2 separate regions of the Podarcis muralis genome follow, and region 2 is linked to region 1. Evidence: chromatin contacts called from public Hi-C data. All regions are on one chromosome and are shown on one strand. Each heading gives the region's core, a stretch centred on a gene start, on an enhancer-like site or on the middle of the called end of the contact. The rest is flanking DNA. Distances are from core to core; before and after follow the strand shown.

Region 1 (7,261 bases), core at 1,237-3,736:
GTGAAGATGTGGCGGCGGCGGCGGCAATATTTCACAGCACGGTTTCTGGTGCTGTATAGTGTTGAACTGTACACTACAGATGTCATATGTTGCTGTCTTGACTATAAACTGATTGTCAACCAGATCATGTTGTTTCAAGTTTTTTATATCCATGCTGATAATGAACATTGGGCATTCTGGTCTGTGAAGAATGTATTCTCCTGAATTTTGAATGTATCCTGTTTAATAATAATTACCTTTGTCAGGATTTAGAGCACAGGAAAAAACTGAAGATAATCTTCCCCTCCTTTTTTTTTTTTAAAAAAAGAAATCTACATATTTTGTGGTTGTCGCCTTTTTTCATAGTTTATCTCCCAAGTAATCAAACGACACAGCCTATACTTTCTTGTCAAAGGAATTAGATTTATGTTTTCTTTGTAAATGAAAGAGAATATTAGAAATCTTTTTATTAAAATGTGAAAATGTTTATCTGTATTTTTGATCATGTTATAGATATAATAGGTATATTGTTACAAATAAAGTATTTTTGAGAACAAACAACTGTATGTTTTGTTTGCTTCTGAGGTATAGTGTGCAAATGGCAAGTTCATGCTACCAACAAAATGTATGTACGGTACGTATAAAGGGTAAAGGGACCCCTGACCATTAGGTCCAGTCGTGGCCGACTCTGGGGTTCCGGCGCTAATCTCGCTTTATTGGCCGAGGGAGCCGGTGTACAGCTTCCGGGTCATGTGGCCAGCATGACTAAGCCGCTTCTGGAGAACCAGAGCAGCACACGGAAACGCCGTTTACCTTCCCACCGGAGAGGTACCTATTTATCTACTTGCACTTTGACGTGCTTTTGAACTGGTAGGTTGGCAGGAGCAGGGACCGAGCAACGGGAGCTCACCCCGTCACGGGGATTCAAACCGCCGACCTTCTGATCGGCAAGTCCTAGGCTCTGTGGTTTAACCCACAGCGCCACCCGCATCCCTATGTACATATACTTCTAGCATTTAATTGGGTCTTGTGGAAAACGCTGGTTACTTGCATGTATAAAGGTGGACAAGAAAATCTTGGATCCTGTGAATTGTCAAACCTAGCTAAATGCACTAAGGTGACATGTAGAAATTTGAGAGAACACTGAAGTGTCATTTGGTTGATCTATTCTGAAACCAGAAAAAGTACTACGTTGGAAATAAATTCCAAAACCCACTCTTGGACAATACCTTTATCAAGAATAATCAATGTTACAAAATCATTAACAGAACTCTAATGAGGGTGGATGTTAAGCAAAAGGGAAGGGAAAGAAACTTGATGAAACAACAAAAAAGCATCCTTTGCTTTGATCTTAAGTTTATTAATTACAGCAACCATGAGTACCAAACTGCAAAACCTAGCACGCTATCACTGTTCATCCTAGAGTGATATACAAATCTGGATCTTTATCGGTGAAAAAGTGCTGGATGCGATTCTCAGATCTAGATTGCAGCACCTGGTACAAAGTTTCTACACTAGTTTGGAAACGGTGCTGATAACAACCTAAATCTCTTCCCTGTTCCTCTGCAGACAAATGGCTTCCCTCGGCCAGTAAAGTGAGATGAGTTCCGCAACCCCCGAGTCGTTTGCGACTGGACTTAACAGTCAGGGGTCCTTTACCTTTACCTTTAGGCTTGGCTGTCTACGTGCATGGCCTATTGGTACTTAATAGGCATAAGAGAACCAACAAATTAGATGGCAAAGGCAAATGCAAAAAGGAACTCTTACAGCTCTGCATGGGAAAGACAAGTTGCTCTTTGGGTACAGTTCAATATGTGAGGGTGTGGACTACAGTTTAATTCAGTGGCTGCTGCTTTCTATATTTTTGAAAAGCTACATTTCAGCTGTGCATGTCTAAACACGCAGACAAGAAATGCATTTATTAGCACAGATCAAGGACCCATTCCAGCCAGGCAGAAGCACTCGAGGAGGGTGTGGGTGAGAGAGATGTCTTGACAGAGGGGGCAGAGCCTGGGAAGCGTTTGGAGGGCCAGAAAGAGATGTCTGGTGGGCCATATTCAGCACTTGGGCCCAAGGCTCCCTAGGCCTGGTGCAAGCGCTCAGCGCTGGTCCTGACAATGGTAGCCTGGTGGGAGGAAATGTGCATATCCGGTTCGAGGCAAGTATTTTCAATCAGTAATGTGGATAATATGAAAAGGGTAATAATAGGGCTTATTACCATCAGGCAGCATATAAAACTTGTGAAATAAAGATAAATCCTTTCTGCATCTCTTTTTGCCTCAGCTTACAATAAAAAAAAGACCCCACACAAAACGGCAAATTAAAATGCATCCAAAGTATTATTAACTAAAAAGGGCTCAGAAATGGAGCTAATATGACAAGATATGCGAAAAGGCAGGCAGACAGACTTGACGCGCCCGCGCGTGCGCACAAACGCCGAGCGCAAGCCTTCCCTCCGCCCCGCTCCTCGCCTGCCTTCTGGCTCCGCCCACAGGGCGCCCCTCTTCTCTGTTTGGTCCGGAAAAGAGCACGAGGGGGAGGAGCGAGCGGAGCTGTGAGCGGAGCTGTCTACCGAGAAGTGCGCGAGATCCCGTGGGCCCCGTTCAAGGTGAGCGCAGAAAGGGCGACTGCAAGGACGGTGGTTTCTGGGCTTGGCAACGTCTTTGGCTGCAGCCGGTTTCTAGAGAGCTGCCTGCTCTCCGGAGCCTAGCGGTGCCTGGGTCTGCACTTCCCTCCCGGTCCTAAACACCAGAATCAGCTCCAGGCAAAGGGGCGATTCTAGCTCTGACACCGCGTCTTGCTCTGACACCCATCGCGTTCACTTTATGTTTGCACCCAAACAGTGAATTTGAGGGACATGAGGCTTCCTTCTCTTACCGCAAGATAATTCGCGGCCAATAATAACATGCCTAATGGAACTTCACAAAGGAAACAGCCATGTTAATCCATTACAGCAAATTAAACAACCACACACAGACACACAGGTTTATAATACATGCCAGCTAAGTGCATGGCAGTTAAAGAGTGCAGGAGAGGATACCTCTTTTTCCCAGAACGCTTACGATCTTGAAAGTTCAATATAGGAGATCGACAGAAGGAGGAGAGGGAAGTGGAAGCAGGGAAGCAACAGCAGTTGTTTCAGTTGCATTTGCTTCAGTTACCGGCTGAATTTGAGTAGGGCAGGCAGGGCCGGATTTAGGTTTGATGAGCCCTAAGCTACTGAAGGTAACATATACTGAAGGTAACATATACTGAAGGTATATATCCAGCTGTCCTTTGTCAACAACAAATTGTCACTGTTTTTTGTGTTGAATATATGCTATATGGTAATTTATGGACCTAATAGGTATCTAAAGCCATTTGCACATAACAAATAGGAGCCTACACAACACAAAACACTGTTGCTGTAGGTAGGTTTTATTTTATTTGTTTTTTATTTTATATTTTGGAAATGTACATCCAGGGGTTTTTTTCTTTAATTTTTTTGGGGGGCCCCAAGAGAGTGGGGCCCTAAGCTATAGCTTGTTTACCTTATACATAAACCCAGCAGGTAAGGGCAGCCTCTGGCACTCCAGATATTGCTCCCCGCATCTATGACCATTGGTCATGCTTGATGCTGGGGCTGATAAAGGTTGTATAGAAACAAGAGGGTTATGCTTTCCTTCTGTGTTGTTTCTTAAGTGCTGTGTCCTGCAGCTATCCTACCCATGAACGTGATCTTTCACTTCCTGAAGGAGTTCTCTTTTCCCATAAAATGAGATAGCTGAAAATAAAATAAATCGAGTCTAGTGCCTTTCAGAGGAAGTTGATCAAACTGGGTGTTTATTTTGCTTTTGCAATTCAGGTTCTTCATGGCTGTTGTTTGCAGCCTTGTCCGGCATTTCCCGTTCAGACACCGCTGGTCCTTACCAAGGTTGCAGATCAGATGCCAGAGAAAAGCCTTGAATGTGTGGACATGTGGGTCCTCCCGGTCCAAACTTAAGAAAGAAGGAACAGGGCCATTGAAGAGAGAAGTGCTCATCACGCCTTCCATCCGATGGACCATCAGTCACTTGCCCAAGAGATGTCTGCATGCTACCCAGCTTCACCTCCAGGAAGTGATGCTCACCAGTGAGCGATATGGGGTGCAGAGGCTTCCTTTTGCCCATGTTTCCAGTACTGATGTGTCTTTCTTTGAAAACCTTATGCCTGGCAGAGTCATCACAGATTTAGATGAACTGAAACTCTTCAACGTGGACTGGCTGAAGTCTGTAAGAGGTACGTTATTTTGGCAAACTGCTTTAAGTATTTTCTACACCAGCCCAATTGGGTTGGACTACAAATTTCATGGCTCTGCTATCTGGGGCTGATGGGAGTTGTAGCCAAAACACCTGGTGAGCATCAGGTTGGGGAAAGCTGGGCTGTACTTACTGGAAGCCGTTCTCCAGAGTTTGAGGCAGGAGTGTTTCTCAGCATCACCTGGGGACTGAACCCTGGACCACATGCTCTGCCACCGAGCTCCAGCCCTTCCCCTTAAGGCTATAAATCTGCAATGTACGTTTACTACATGCACATGAAGTTTTAGCCATATTAACCAGTACAGGTGTTTTTTTATTTGGGTGGTGGTGGTAGGGGAAAGCGTATTGTGGGCGAGCTTATATTCAAGTTTCAAATGAATGTTCTCACATCTTGTTTACATTACAGGCTGCAGTAAAATACTGTTGAAGCCACGGACAACAGCAGAAGTATCTGAGATTCTCAGGTAACATAAAAATTGTGTTTCCGTGAACTCAATAAACAGCGTTAGAGATGTCTGTATTTAGCAGACTGCCTTACTTCTGTCTTGCTCGCCCATGTTTTAAGATATGTACAGTGGTACCTCTGGTTGCGAACGGGATCCATTCCAGAGGCCCATTTGCAACATGAATAGAACGTAACCCGCAGCGGCGCGTCTGCACATGCACAGGTTGCAATTTGCCGCTTCTGCACATGCGCGTCACATCATTTTGCGCGTATGCGCGAGCAGCGAAACCCGGAAGTAACCCTTTCCGGTACTTCCGGGTTGCCGCGGGACACAACCTGAAAAAATGTATCAGGAAGCAAACGTAACATGAGGTATAACTGTATATTATCTTGTTTTTCATCACTATGAGTCATATTCAGGAATCATATGATGGTATCTCAGAGTCCTTTCTTATGTGTCTCTCTCTGTATCCACTCTGATAGGCAGAGGTACATGAACACACAGTACAAGCGTTAGGTCAGTACTCTTTAAAGAGAAGTCTGTACAGTGGTACCTCGGGATGCGAACGGGATCCATTCCGGAACCCCTTTCGCATCCCGAACAGAACGCAAGACGTGACGGTGGGTCTGTGCGTGCGCGGGTCGGGTTTTGCAGCTTCCGCGCATGCGCACGACGTCATTTTGAGTGTCTGTGCATGCGCGAGCGGCGAAACCCGGAAGTAACACGCTCCGTTACTTCCGGGTTGCCGCGGAGCGCAACTTGAATGCGCTCAACCCGAAGCACATTTAACTCGAGGTATGACTGTACTCACCTTCTTTCCTTCCTTTTCTCTCTGTGAGCAGCAGCTGAATCATACAGAGCAGTGATGGCCAAACTTGGCCCTCCAGCTGTTTTGGGACTACAATTCCCATCATCCCTGACCACTGGTACTGTTAGCCAGGGATGATGGGAGTTGTAGTCCCAAAACTGCTGGAGAGCCAAGTTTGGCCATCACTGATATAGAGAGTCCATCACATTCGAAGGTGGTCTGTTCTCCTGTCTGGCAGCTTTTACTATTAGGAAGTTTATTCAGCTGTTAGTGGGAATCTGCTTCCCTACAGTTTCCTCCCATCCCATTAGTCTTGTCGTCTAGAGTAACAAAGAGCAAATCTTAGCCTTTAGTGTGTTAGCTAAACTGGAAAAAAAATGCCTCCATAAATATGGTATTCTGTTTTTGTTTTTATTACTAAATAAGTTAATTGATGATAGATGAGATGATTTCAAATAGAATATGGTTCCTAACGTGTATGTACTGTGAATCTAAAAACTATAGGAGTTTTTTCTTAGTCTCTTTTCCTATGCACTTTTCTCCCTCTCCACTTGTTTTTCCCCTCCTTGCCATCTGTATGGTGCTTAAGTGAAAACTCCATGAAATTAAACTAAGGGTGAGCTAGTTGCCCACCCCTGAGTTAAAGGGATGCATAGCATCTCAGGGCTCATTCACACAAGCAGGTAGATAGGTGTACAATCATGTGGCAAAAAGCGTGAACTGAGAGCACATGCAAGACAGCTTGCATCCATTTCCAAGATCCTTGCCAGACTCCACCCCCACCCAATCACTACTACCGCCACAACTGCAAGCACATCACACCGGCTATCTTTGTGTGTACCACTTAATTTACACTTGCGTGCCACCTTCATATTCTTTAGGATTTTGGATCTGAACCCACTATTTGAAGTCTTACTGCAGTAATGGGATTAGTGTGCATTTTAAAACTATTGAGTAGTAGCAGCCAAGTTTACTCTTGAGTCAGTCTAGAACTTTGATCTTAAAAAAATACTTTTTCGTTTCACTAGGATCGCCTTTTCAAAGGCATTATAATATGCCCTTAGGAACAAGACCCCATGGGCAAAATGTGTTCCCTTTCAGGTACTGCCATGAGAGGAACTTGGCTGTGAACCCTCAGGGGGGTAACACTGGCCTCGTTGGGGGCAGCGTCCCTGTCTTTGATGAGATCATTCTCTCCACAGCTCTTATGAACCAGATCATCAGCTTTGACGACGTTTCTGGTAAATATATCTTCCCAGGGCAGGGGAAATGGCTACACTATCATCCTCTAAAGATTGCCATTCTCCTAAATTAGGGAGTAGGGAGTGTGGCCCTCCAGATGTTGCTGGACTGCAACTCCAACCATCCCTGGCCATTGGCTCTCCAAAAACATATGGAGGGCAAACAGGTTCCTCAACCCTGTCTTAAGAGTTTCCATCAGGGCGGACAAAATGGGAGGTTCTTGAACCTTGAACGGCAGAGCTGATTCCTCCCTCTGCTAATAGCAATGGGATGTAAGCTCAAATAAAGGAGAGGCGGAGGTGGTTTTCTATTCAGAAGTGTTGGGAGGTCATTGCCTAGTAGCACAAGCCAGAAATAACATCTGGACAGCAAAAAGTGTAATTCTGGTTGTGTTGCTGGCATTAAATGAAAGAACTGGACAATGGTGCCCGTAAACAAACAAGAAAACCCACCTCACAGATCCTTGATGCTGAGGCTGTTTGGGGGGTGAAGAATGTTGCTTCGTTGCA
Region 2 (7,261 bases), core at 1,301-3,800, 290 kb after region 1:
TACAGCCTGACAGTCACAACGTCCATTATTCAGATCTACCAGCTACGGTGGCTGCGGCTGAAGCATATTGGAGGGCCACACATTCTCCGCCCCTAAGAACATAAGAAGACCCGCTGTAATAAATAGAATATTCCTCTTATATTCCATCAGGGAATTGCTGTTGTTGATTCGCTTTTAATTGGTTTGGGAGTTGCTCCAGTTTGGTTTTGACTCAGGCCAATAAAGATTCAGCACTACACCAGCATACAGGAATAGGTTCGTTTCTAGTTTGCATGGAACAGTTTATAGATGGTTTATATTACAACGCTGATTTGCAAAGTTGGAAGAAGCAAAGCAAAGAGTTCCTATTTGTCTTGTCTCTCAGAGTTACCTACCTCAACCCTGGGCCTGTTAATTCCTGCAAGAAAACAGTTCATGTACTCGAGCAGTGCTTTGGGAGATGGGCTCCACAAAGCCAAGAGGATGCTGCTTGTGTGTGGAGTTTGTGCATCCAAAATAGAGCCCATACAGTACAGCTACCCCACTTGTTTACAAATCACCTGCTACCAAGCAATACACCTATACAGGTTACCAAGCCAAGGCAGATCATCCTTACACAAGCTCCAACTGTGTCACAAGGACTAAGCAAGATCTTAGTGTTGCGGGGGGGGGGGGGGAGGCTTGTAGGAATATAGGAAGCTGCCTTATCCCAGTATGACCATTTAATCTGGCTCAGTATTGTCTGGTCTGACTGGAAGTGGCTCTCCAGGGTTTCAGCCCTCACCTCTTAGGGCTCATCCATACTTCTGCCTGTGCCATGCCTAGAAAGCTGTTCTCTACGTGACCCACACTTTCTGGGTATGGTTCCGAGCAGTTTTCTCCTTGCCCTGCTCCTTTCCGAGGGAAAACCTGCACTTTAGCAACAGACCAGAACAAATGTCAATGGGAAATTTCTGTATTGCTGTTTGCTCTAATTGAGCGCTAAAGAACAGTTTCCCCCAGGGGAAAGCAGCAGGAGAAGAGGAAGTGTGCCTGGATAATATGCCTAACGTTTCTGTTGCTCTAAGGATCCTTCTGACACTTCCAGTGGCAAGTGGTGAACATATTTTCTCAAAGTTCAAACTTACAAAAACTTATATATGCTCAACAATGTCGCAAAAAGGGACGAGTTGGCTTGGCAACTATATCAACTGAACATGCCCAAGCATTAGCAGTTGACCTGAAGGAACTGGTGATAAAATTTGCAAAGGAAAAGGCATGCAAAGTGAGATTTTGATGTGGCTGAAATTGAAACTTTAAAGAGTCTTAAATTGCAACATCACTATTCACAAGATTATTCAAACTGATCTGTGTGCTAAAACATTTGAGAAAGATATACGTATTACTTATTATTGCAATTTAAGAAAAAATTAGCAGTTTTGAGTTCTGCGCTTTTCATTTTTTTCCTACAAGATATCTGTTTTTGAAAACAGAAGTTAGCAATCACTGTTGGTGTTGGTGAGGATTTGCAAGTAGTTAGCCTTGCCCAAGGCACAAAATAGCCTGGAACCAGCACTGCTCTGAGGAAATATGTCCTGCGTTTACTGAGATATTGAAGTCCAGCAGTTTTACGCTGGAAATTTCACGTTCTTTTGGTTTTCAGTTGAATAACGTTCACTTTCGGGTCAACAGCAAGGCGCCCTCCCCAAATACTAACCCTCTCTTGCCAATTTCATTCCCTTTTTGCCATGGGTGTAGGAAGGACTTTTTGGGGTAAAGGCAGGCTTTTGGTTTGGGGGGGTCAGAACCTCATATTTGTATTGATTTACGGGGGGAGGCAACTGCAACCCCTTCACCCCCACTTGGCTACGTCCATGCTTTTTGCTGGCTTTACATCTGCCCACTAGGGATATGTGGGTCCTGTTGTCTAGCCCCCTATAGCTCATGCTTACAATAACGCCGATGGCACTTAACCAGGGCCGGATTTAGGTTTGATAAGGCCCTAAGCTACTGAAGGTAATGGGGCCCTTTCTATGTCCAGCTGTCCTTTGTCTCTGTTTTTTGTGTTGAATATATGCGATGTGGTAATTTATGGACCTAATAGGTATCTAAAGTCATTTGCACGTGTTGCCATGCAACCAGTCCAGGCAGAATGTAGGCACCCTATATACAGAAATTAGCAAACCAGTGATATTTTAGGGCGCAGACTAGCAGGTGGGGCCCATTACATCACAGGAGCCTTCACAACACAAAACATTGTTGCTGTATGTAGGTCTTATTATATTTTTTATCTTATATTTTGGAAATGTACATCTAGTCCCCCCCTTTTAATTTTTTTTGGGGCCCCTAAGAGAGTGGGGCCCTAAGCTATAGATTGTTTAGCTTATACGTATATCCGGCACTGCGGCTTAACGTGCAACGGTATCATTTTGTAGGTCTAACGACCCGCCGCCTCCAACGCTCCCCTCTTCCCTTCGCCTGTAGAACGAGCCGTGTTAGTGTGCTCGCGCGCGCGGGGGGGGGGGAACAAACTACAACTCCCATGAAGCACCTGGGCCACGGAAGCGCGCGTCCCAGCAGTCGCTGCGCGCGGTGGCCGGAAGGAGACGAGTCCCGGGAACGACACGTCGCGCGTAGCTCCGTGGGAGGCGAAAGCAGTTCGAGATGGACGCGGTGGAGGTGACAGCCGCGCGCGAAGGGTCGCCTTCTCCTCAGGATGCTCCGCTGCCGCCCCAGGACTTGGCGAGGGCCCAACTGCTCGTCTCGGTGGCCGTGGCCCTGCTCGTGCTCCTCGCCTCGTGTCTCCGTGAGTGCCGGCCTCCTTTCGGTGGTAGGGAAGGCGAGCGCCACTGCCTGCGGGGGGAAGAGCTGCCTGGTTGCGGAGCTCACACCACCGCCCCGCCAGCCTCCCAGTCAGGCTCTGTGCCTTTAAGAGGCACGTGGCAGGCAGAAGTTAGTCAGGTGTAGCTTTCCGCATCGCTGCAGCTTCACGCTGGGAAAAGGCGCCTGCTGAGGAGCTGCCTCTCCTGCAGTTCTTATTAAAGACACCGAGCTTCTTAGGGATCCGAGATGGTCTTCTTTCGTAGGAATTGCGCCAGCTCCGTAAGAAGACTCTTAACACAGAATGCAGTGGTTCTTATTTCCAAAGAACTGCAGTTCATTTGCATGTTATAGAACCGAAATTTAAAAGTCTGGACTGGAGATGTAACATTTAGTGTCACAGTTATTATTAGCTGGTATTTCTGCCGTGTTTTAGTGTGTTCTAAAGGCTCTACGGGCATTGCGTTCCTGTAGGCCTTACTTACAACAATCCCGTCAAGGGGGTTATTATTATTATTATTATCTTCATGTTGCTAAAGTGGGGCTGAAGATGTGTGAGACAGGTGGGCTGTGACTTGCATGAGTCCCCAGGGAGGGTTCATAGCAGAGGCAAGTTTCAAACGGGGTTGTTAGCATGCCCTTTCTTGCCATGCCAGATAGAGGAGGAGGAGTTGGGCAGGGGTGTGTGTGTGGCTTTTATAAAATTTTGTATTTTTTCTCAGGGCTTATACTGGTTGGAAGTTTAATACCAATGTTTACAATAAGTAAGTTAGTTAAGCAGGACAATTCAAACCCCAGCTGGGCACCAGCCTGGAGCAGGGACAGCAATCAGGCCTGATGTCAATGAGTGACAGCTGTGGGGCCAGTAGGGGGTCTAGTAGATCTCAAGCTGCCTTATGGTAGGATGACTGAATTCTGTGGCAGCAGAGTGGCCCTGGTATCACCTCCACCAGTAAGGCTGGGTAGAGAAATGGGTAGAGGCCAGTAAGGCTGGGTAGAGAAATACCTCTGCAAAATCCAAGGCACCTCAAGCCTGGTGCAATGGGGGTTGGGGGGTTGGATTGTAGTTGTAATCCCTCTCCCCTTCAGCTCCCCTTCAGCTGGTCCCAACCAGGGCACATGTGCTGTGATCATCTTTAATGTGCTATTCCTGAAATCACATCCTTTATAAATCAGACGATAATGAATTTGCCCATGTTTTCTGTCATGACAAATCAGGTGCATCTTTGCTATATTGTATACTACTAAGGTTGTAGTGTAAACACAGTTACCAGACAGTAGGCCCCATTGAACATAGTGGGGCTTACTTTTGAGTAAACTATAGAAGTTGGGCTGCTACAAAGAAAGATGGTAGAAATAGATAAAAGCAAACTTTACTATGAAGTGTAATGTTATTTGTGTGGATGTGTTTGGCTGTTCTGAGAAATGAATTTCCTGTATTGGATATAGGAGAAATGTATACATTATTATGACCCCAAAATGTTTGCAAGCTTTTTGTACAAAACCTAAAGCAGCATTAAGACTTAATTAGAGGAGGCATGTATTAAATAGCTTGTTTTAATGGTAGAAAATTGAGTTGCCTTAGGTATAAGCCTAAATACACTCCTCTAAGTTTTATCCTTCTTTCTAGTGATTTGGATATTTGTGCGGACCAGAAAGAGCAGTCGGAGAGCAGTACTTCTGGTGGGTCTGTGTGACTCAGGGAAAACTCTTCTGTTTGTTAGGGTATGTGAATTCATGTTTCAGTTTCTTTTGGACAGTTTTCTCAGACCTATACATTGTTGTCATGTTCCTGTTCTTTTTAATAAAGGAGAACTCCTTAGGTTGTTCCCTCTTGTTTTCAAAGCTGTCTGAGATGTAAGGTATGAAAAAATTAAATGTTTTCTGATTAAGTTTTTTGGCACTTCATTTTGTAAGGTAAAGTAGAAGCATGGAGTACTAACTTACACTGTTAAATTAGTTGTTAATGTAGCTCAGTAAGGTAAAGGGACCCCTGACCATTAGGTCCAGTCGTGGACGACTCTGGGTTGCAGCGCTCATCTCGCTTTACTGGCTGAGGGAGCCGGCATTTGTCCGCAGACAGCTTCCGGGTCATGTGGCCAGCATGACTAAGCCGCTTCTGGCGAACCAGAGCAGCGCACGGAAACGCCGTTTACCTTCCCGCCACAGTGGTACCTATTTATCTACTTGCACTTTGATGTGCTTTCGAACTGCTAGGTTGGCAGGAACAGGGACCGAGCAACGGGAGCTCACCCCATCACAGGGATTCGAACTGCCAACCTTCTAATCGGTAAGCCCTAGGCTCAGTGGTTTAGACCACAGCGCCACCCGCGTCCCATAGCTCAGTAGTAGGCAGCATATATGAGATGCAGATATATTTGTAAAAAAATGTTTTGTCAAAGGTATCAGGGTATTTGTCAGGGTATCTACTGATATATTCTGTTTCAGATTAGTTTTGTTGGATTAAATGGTTAGATTAAGATTCAAGGGACTATTTTTTAAAAAAATTAAAATGGCTCTCTCCAACTTTCTGCTGTGGTTTAGACTATAGTCAAATCATTTTAATTAGTCTGTGAATATTTCACTTTCTCTTTCTTTTATTTTTCTTAGCTATTAACAGGCAATTTCCGTAATACACAGACTTCCATAACTGATAGCTCTGCCTTGTACAGAGTAAATAATGACAAGGTAAGAAGATGTAATGTTTTGTGTTCTGTCATGTTCCTAGAAATTGCATATAAAGTCATCAGGGCACATTCTTAAGAGGATATGATGCAGCAACCTTTCTAAAGCTGAGTGGGTCTGTGCCTTGGTGGAAACGCTATGTATGTTGCCTTTAATTCAGTGATAGAAGGGAAGCAGATGTAAAACTAATTTCTGTCTTTCAATACTGGCAATTTGTGTCTAAAGCAGAAGAAGCCAGTATGGTGCCATCCATATGTTGTTAGACTGCAACTCTGGCCATACTTGCTGGGCTTAGTGTGAGTCGTAATCCAACAACATCTTGAATACAAAATTAAATAAATCGGTTTATAGCATTTATGTGAAAGACTATAAATATTTATATGAAAATGGTGCATTAAATATTTGGAACAAATAGAGATTGATAATGATTTAAACACAAGTAAGAGCATATGCAGAATACAGTAGACTGATTGTTACCCTCAGGCTAAAAGAATCATGTCTCCCTCATTAAATGTTCATCAAAATATTTACTGCTTCTCCTACAGAGAACAAATGTGACATTGATTGACCTTCCAGGCCACGAGAGCTTGCGTCTTCAGTTCTTGGATAGGTTCAAGGCTGCAGCTAGGTAAGTATTGGAGAAATGGATATTTGTGCATTCAGGTTGTAGCCAAAAAGAGCTTTGATAGTGGTGTGCTGTATGCATTTGCTGTAATTAAACCTGGGCACCTATTGGTTGGGGGAGAAGACTTGAGTCGCTACGTCTCCACTGTTCTTCCACAATCTGTATTTAGGTGCATGGTAGCTTTGGGGTCTGTTTTTCAAGTCTAGCTAGTAACACAGTCTGCAAGTGCTGGAAACTACTTGGGTCAACTGCTGAGAGTGTAACATCTGTGTGGTACCTCAGGTTAAGTACTTAATTTGTTCCGGAGCTCCATTCTTAACCTGAAACTGTTCTTAACCTGAAGCACCACTTTAGCTAATGGGGCCTCCTGCTGCCACCGTGCCGCCAGAGCACGATTTCTGTTCTCATTTTGAAGCAAAATTCTTAACCCGAGATACTTTTTCTGGGTTAGCGGAGTCTGTAACCTGAAGCGTATGTAACCTGAGGTACCACTGTATTCTCTTTCTGCTAAAGTTGGTGAGAATGTGTAGAAATAGAATTGGGTAGGTGACAAACAGCAAAAATAGAAACAAAATTTAGAAAGAAAGGAGACGAACTGTGATGGGGCAAAGAGGGTAAAATAAAGAGGCAGCAAAGATGTGGGGCTACAGACGTGGTGCGGTGAGTGAAGATTTATTGTGAAATGACTTTGATATATTCTGTGGAAAACTATTCAGAGAGGCCTGCAATAGGGTAGAGAAATTGGTGCTTTCAGGAAATGGTGAAAGAATACACTGAATGAAAATTGTGCCTCAATTGTTTTCCCATGGATAATGTGCTAGTGTGGCCCTTGTGAGTTAGCAATAATGTAAAAGCAGCCCTTGAAGTAATTTTGAATCTTTCATCCCAGTACAGTGGTGCCTCGCAAGACGAAAATAATCCGTTCCGCGATTCTCTTCGTCTAGTGGTTTTTTCGTCTTGCGAAGCAACCCTATTAGCAGCTTAGCGGATTAGCGCTATTAGCGGCTTAGCGGGCTTAGCAGCTAAGCTGTTAAAAGCCTATTAACGGCTTAGCGGCTTTGAAAAAGGGGGGGAAAGTGAAAAAAAAAATGGCGAGACTCGCAAGACGTTTTCGTCTTGCGAAGCAAGCCCATAGGGAACTTCGTCTTGCGAAGCGCCTCCGCGACGGAAAAC

What was found. A called contact is a pair of places that touch in the nucleus more often than the background predicts.
Region 2: a Hi-C map of blood shows a contact between it and region 1, with 4 times the contacts expected there. The contact joins the promoter of SRPRB here to the promoter of D2HGDH in region 1. A contact is called at or near these places in 2 of 3 Hi-C or Micro-C datasets (blood and tail).

The regions. Positions count from the first base shown.
Region 1 is chr6:35,877,197-35,884,457 of rPodMur119.hap1.1, forward strand. It overlaps D2HGDH (D-2-hydroxyglutarate dehydrogenase), which reads left to right and starts at 2,487. Exons shown (of 10, transcript XM_028730949.2): 1 at 2,487-2,587; 2 at 3,824-4,236; 3 at 4,663-4,720; 4 at 6,612-6,751. The coding sequence starts at 3,831. ING5 (inhibitor of growth family member 5) reads left to right here. Exons shown (of 8, transcript XM_028730959.2): 8 at 1-540.
Region 2 is chr6:36,168,141-36,175,401 of rPodMur119.hap1.1, forward strand. It overlaps SRPRB (SRP receptor subunit beta), which reads left to right and starts at 2,551. Exons shown (of 8, transcript XR_003706878.2): 1 at 2,551-2,764; 2 at 4,409-4,503; 3 at 5,389-5,466; 4 at 6,009-6,091.